Linked DNA regions of Sus scrofa: region 1 is linked to region 2. The links are chromatin contacts, called in public HiChIP or PLAC-seq maps. All regions are on one chromosome and are shown on one strand. Each heading gives the region's core, a stretch centred on a gene start, on an enhancer-like site or on the middle of the called end of the contact. The rest is flanking DNA. Distances are from core to core; before and after follow the strand shown. Region 1 overlaps PHACTR2 (phosphatase and actin regulator 2). Region 2 overlaps PHACTR2 (phosphatase and actin regulator 2).

Evidence for each region. HiChIP or PLAC-seq counts read pairs in DNA pulled down with a chosen protein or histone mark.
Region 1: a contact with region 2 is called in an H3K27ac HiChIP or PLAC-seq map of alveolar macrophages. The contact joins two enhancer-like sites. A contact is called at or near these places in 10 of 47 Hi-C or Micro-C datasets (alveolar macrophages, fetal heart ventricle, heart right ventricle and 5 more) and 2 of 2 datasets of contacts at active chromatin or transcription factors (alveolar macrophages and skeletal muscle).

Annotation. Positions count from the first base shown.
Region 1 is chr1:21,668,842-21,671,541 of Sscrofa11.1, reverse strand. All of the region lies in intron 1 of PHACTR2 (phosphatase and actin regulator 2), which reads left to right. Among named protein-coding and RNA genes, the nearest start is that of PHACTR2, 53 kb to the left of the region's middle. Within about 2 kb of position 1,306, at least 5 of the 83 cell types and tissues checked have an H3K27ac peak or open chromatin away from gene starts, as enhancers often do. A contact at or near this core is called in alveolar macrophages, where this site is marked.
Region 2 is chr1:21,559,339-21,562,040 of Sscrofa11.1, reverse strand. The region is part of intron 1 of PHACTR2 (phosphatase and actin regulator 2); the gene reads left to right. Among named protein-coding and RNA genes, the nearest start is that of LTV1, 130 kb to the right of the region's middle. Within about 2 kb of position 1,375, at least 9 of the 83 cell types and tissues checked have an H3K27ac peak or open chromatin away from gene starts, as enhancers often do. A contact at or near this core is called in alveolar macrophages, where this site is marked.

The DNA of each region.
Region 1 (2,700 bases), core at 57-2,556, 110 kb before region 2:
TTTTGCATTTGTTTTTGTTGGTCTTTTTACTTCTCTTGTTTTCTTCTTGTGGTTTGATGACTACTTTTAGTGTTGGGTTTGGATTGCTTTTTCTTATTTGTGTATATATCTATTGTAGATTTTGGTTTGCAGTTACCATGAAGTTTTGATATAGGAGTCTATACACACACACACACACACACACACACACACACACGCACAAGATTGTTTTAAGTTGTTGGTCTCTTAATTGCAAGTGCATCTCCAGTATCCTGCTTTTGTACCCTTCTCTTCTCGTAATTTCTGGTTTTGGTAGCATATTTGTGTGTGTATAATTTCCTACCTTTACTATATATATGCCTTTACCAGTGAGCCTTGTTGTTTGTAATATTTTTGTTTCTAGTTTTGGCTTTTTCTTTTCCACCTTGAGAAGTTCCTTTAGTATTTGTTGTAAAGCTGGTTTAGTGGTGCTGAGTTCTTTCAGCTTTTGCTTGCCTGTAAAGCTTTTGATTTCTTCTTCAAATCTGAATGAGAGCCTTGCTAGCAGAGTAATCTTGATTGGAGGTTTTTTCCTTTCATCACTTTAAGTTTATCATGCCGCTCCCTTCTGGCCTGCAGAGTTTTGCTGAGAATCAGCCAGTAATCTTATCAGGCTTCCCTTGTATGTTATTTCATTCTTTTCCTTAGCTGCTTTCAGTATTTTCTCTTTTGTGTTTAATTTCAGTCAGTTTGATTAATATGTTTCTTGGGCTCTTCCTCCTTGGGTTTATTTTATATGATTATTTGTTCTGCTTCCTGGATTTGTGTGAGTGATTCCTTTCACATGTTAGGGAAGTTTTTGGCTATTATCTCTTCAAATATTTTCTCTGGTTCTTTCTTCTCCTTTGACACCCCTATAATATGGACGTTGTTGCCTTTAACATTGACTCAGAGTTCTCTTAGACTGTCTTCATTTCTTTTCAGTCTTTTTTCTCTTTTCTGTTCTGTGTCAGTAATTTTCACCAGTCTGTCTTCCACCCTACTTATTGGTTCTCCTGCCTCCTGTATTATACTGCTGGTTCCTTTTAGTGAATTTTTAATTTCAGTTATTGTATTTTGCGTCTCTGCTCGCTTAATCTTTAAATCTTCTATTTCTTTGCTCAGTGCTTCTTGTAATTTATCAATCTTTGCCTCCAATTTACTTCCAAGATCTTGAATCATCTTTACTATCATTAGTCTAAAGTCTTTTCCATGGTGTGGTCTCCTTTTTGCAGACAATAGGGTTGTAACCTCTCTTGCTTCTGAGGTCTGCCCCCTTGTGGCTGAAGCTAGTATGGGGGTTTGTTGTCTTGTTGCAGGCTTCCTGATGGGAGGGTCTGGGGCCTGCCCACTGATAGGTGGAGCTGATTCTTATCCCTCTGATGGGTGGAGTTTTGTCTCTGGGTATAATTAGATACAGTTGTGTGCCTGGGGTTAGGGGAGGTGTCTTTAGGCAGCTTGTTTGCTGATAGGTGGGGCTGAGTTCCCACTCAGTTTTTTGTTCAGCCTGGGGCTTCTCAGCCCTGAAGGGTGGAGCCATGTTTTTCCAGACTAATCACCAGTCTCTAGAGGTCTAGGGACTGGTGATTAGTCCCTAGATCTTTGTCTCCAATGTCCTTCCCTCACAATGAGCCTCAGTCACCCCCTGCTTTCCTAGGAGATCTCCAAGAACCGCAGGCAGGTCTGCCCCAGATTCCTATAGAGTCTTTGCTTTGCCCTGGGACCCAGTGCACAGGAAAGACTGGGAGTCTCCATTTCCCCCAGTCCTGTGGCCCTCCTGTGCACGAGGTCCACTGACCTTCAACCCCAGATGCCCCAGGGCTCCTCCTCCCAATGCCAGATCCCCAGGAGTGGGAACCTGACATGGGGCTTAGAACTCTCACTCCTGTGGCTGAACCTCTGCAATATAGTTATTTTCCAGTCTGCAGGCCACCACTCGGAGGGTATGGGGTTACTTATATAAAGTCATTGCCCCTCCTCCCTTCTCAATGTGGCCTCCTCTTTGTCTTCTGAAGTAGCATATCTTTTTCAATAATTTCCAGTCTGTTTTTTTGAAGATTATGCAGCAGTCAGTTGTAATTTTGTTGTTTTTATGAGAGAAGGTGAGCTGCAGTTCTACTCTGCCATCTTAATCTCATCTCTCTGTGGCAAGAACTTTTGAAAAGAGGTCTATAGAATAAGAATCCTATAGAATCGAGCAATAGCAGAGTTGTATGGCACATGTCTTGACTGGAAGGCAGCAATCCCACTGGCAAGAGTGAGGCTAAGGTAGTTGGCAGTCATTTCAAATCTGGCTGGACAACTTGATTCACTCATTCAACAAGTATTGATCGAATTGAAAAAGTAATACATTTCCAACACTGCTAAGTGCTGTGGGTACAAATCTTTCAAAGACATGGTTCCTGACCTCAAGGAGACTCTAATGTGGATTAAATGAAATCATACAGGAGCGTGATATGTGAGAAAAAGGAATGTGTATATGTATGTGTGACTGGGTCACCTTGCTGTATAGTAGAAAATTGACAGAACACTGTAAACCAGCTATAATGGAAAAAAATAAAAATCATTTTAAAAAATGAAATCATACATGTAAAGAGCCTGGCAGGTAGTAAAGGGTCAGTAAAATTTAATTCCCTTTCCGTTCAGGATAAAAAAGTCATATTTTTAATATGGAGCTTAGTGGGGTACTTGAGCATAACGGTC
Region 2 (2,702 bases), core at 126-2,625:
CTAAAATAAGAAAGAAAATGAATAGGGAAGCTAAAGAAAGATAGTGTTGAAACACCTGTCAAAGTAAAACCAGAACACGAATGTGCCTGTCGGAAAATGTAGCAGCCCCGTTGAGTCAGGTTGGGGATCCAAAGGTGATTCGTGTGTGACTAAACACATTCGTATCATATCCCATACACATCGCAAAACACTGAGAAAGCTTTCATTGATACCTTCCTATCGCTGGTTAAATTTCATAGGACACTCTTTACTGGGATGGACAGTTTGGGTGGATTTGCTCATCTCATCACAAGTGGTGAAGATAGTGTTTCAAAAGCACACTCACCACCTTAAGCTTCAAAATTCCTTCATTTACATGCATTATGTCCCTTAAGACACTTAAACCCACAGGTACCATTGGGATGCATCTGAATCGAGCAATCCTGGATCCTTTCTTAAAAGGATTTAAAACTCTCCAGTAACCTCAGAAATTATTTATTTTTTTATTTTTTTATTTTATTTTATTTTTTTTTGCCTTTTCTAGAGCCGCACCCATGGCATATGGAGGTTCCCAGGCTAGGGGTCCAATCAGAGCCTATGCCACAGCTCACAGCGACATGGGATCCAAGCCTCGTCTGCAACCTACACCACAGCTCACGGCAATGCCGGATCCTTAACCGACTGAGCGAGGCCAGGGATTGAACCCGCAATCTCATGGCTCCTAGTCGGATTCGTTAACCACTGAGCCACCATGGGAACTCCAGAAATTATTTAATTTTTTAAGGCATTTCTGGACCAGGAGTTTCCTAGAAGTAAGGTAGACCTTGAGATGGCTGAGATAAAAAAAAAAAAAAAAAAAAAAACACATTGCCAAAAAGCTGCAAGCAAGAGCCAATTCTTTTGTGCCTTGATCTGAATCCAAATAGTGATGGGGTGGGGGTAGAGGTGGGGGCATGTAGGAACTGTTAACCAGGCTTCCACTCCATTAGTGTGAGACTGTCACTTTTGTCTTTAAGGGCATTTGGCTGATTAGAATCTGCTGAGCAGTCACTCTAAGGAAGGTTAAAAGTCACAGAACATTGGTGTTCTTCCAAGTGAGAACACTTCACTTAGATCCGAGACACTGATCTTTCAGATGCAAAGTTCAATATCCTAAGGCTTAGAAATGAAGTCTTATTATGCTGTGGAAATAAGGGATAAGGACTTAATGAATAATTACTTGTGGATTTGCAGTGCCAACCCAACCTTATTTTTATTGCTAGAGACCTAGTTCCTCTGGGCAAAGAGAAGGAGCACAGGGTTCCAGTTCGACCTCAAAAGGGGGAGGGTGCAGAATAAACAGAGGTCTCCTTTGCAGTGATGCCTTAGCCAGTCAAGTGGAAAACAATTCCCAGTAAGCAAGAGACCTTCAGGACTTGACCGTCTATGCTGAACTCAAAGGTGGCCTTAACTGCAAAGCATCTGAAGTTCATGGCGTCGCAAAACAGAACTTTTTTTCCTCTTTAGATTTTGACATCAGGCATATTTGGAAACAGGAATAAAATGCAACTTCCTGTTCTTGGCAGCTATAGCAAAAAGAAAAAAACACTAAAAGCAATAACAACTCGTAGCCCAGCTAGATATAGACTGTTTCATAATTGGATTTTCAACGTGAATCACTAAATATTTTGTTAACCAAGTAAGCAACCAGTGTTTTGAATAATGTATATGTTTTTTTTCACTTTTTTATTTTTTGCAGGTATAAGTATAAAACTAAATCGTGCAACTTCCCAGCTGATGGGAAACAGAGCTGAGCCCAGTTCTAGCTACTCTCTCCCATTCTTGTAGGTGACGCCGACCTGCTTGCTTTCTTCCTTTCTTCGTCCAGGGCATTTCTGCTGTAGGAGAATGAAAATCTCCTTGCGTGCTCATTGATCTCAGCAGCTCCCAGCAATTGTCCTGAGACCAGTGGAGAACGCCGGGGCTCTATGCAGGAGTCTGTTTTTTGGGGTGAGGTGTGTTTTTCTTTTCCTGGAGCCCTTGGAAGACCAGGAAAATAGCTTTCAAAGAAATTTCACTGCCCCGATTGCTCCAGATCATCATAATCTGCTTCTATCATGTAGTCCCCTCCAAACCATCTAATAGCCCCTTTTCCACTTGCTTGGGTGGGGAGTAGGAGAAGAAGTGTGAGGTGTTGACCTTTCTTGAATACTGGGGAAGCAGTATTACCCTTCTCATATATTATCTCTGTTACCCTGGTGTTGACCCAGTTGGTAATTTCATTATCCCATTCTGTGGATGAAGCAAAGACCTAAAGGTTGCAGAACTTGCCCAAGGTTACCAGCTAGGATGTGAAGGAAAAGATTACTCGAGGATTTCTGGCCCCTAAAAGACTTGTTTTTCCTCTGCTGTACTCACAGGTCTCTGTTAATACTTAAATGACCAACTTTTTTTTTTTTTTTTTTTTTTTTAAGCGTATGCAGGTTGTTACCAGGGTACGAAATAAGCTTAAGAATTTAACAAAATAAAACATTTTCATGCTTCTCTGGAAGTTTTAATATAAAGCAATATAAGTGTCCATTATTTCTCCATTTGTGTTTGTCCCCCCCCCCCTTAAGATACTGGTTAACAAGAGATATTTGTTTCTCAATTGCAAATTGAAAGAGGTGAGGTGGGGTTTTCTGTTTGTGTGTGCATGTGTGTGCTTTCTCATTTTTTTAACATGATTTTTATTTTTTCCATTA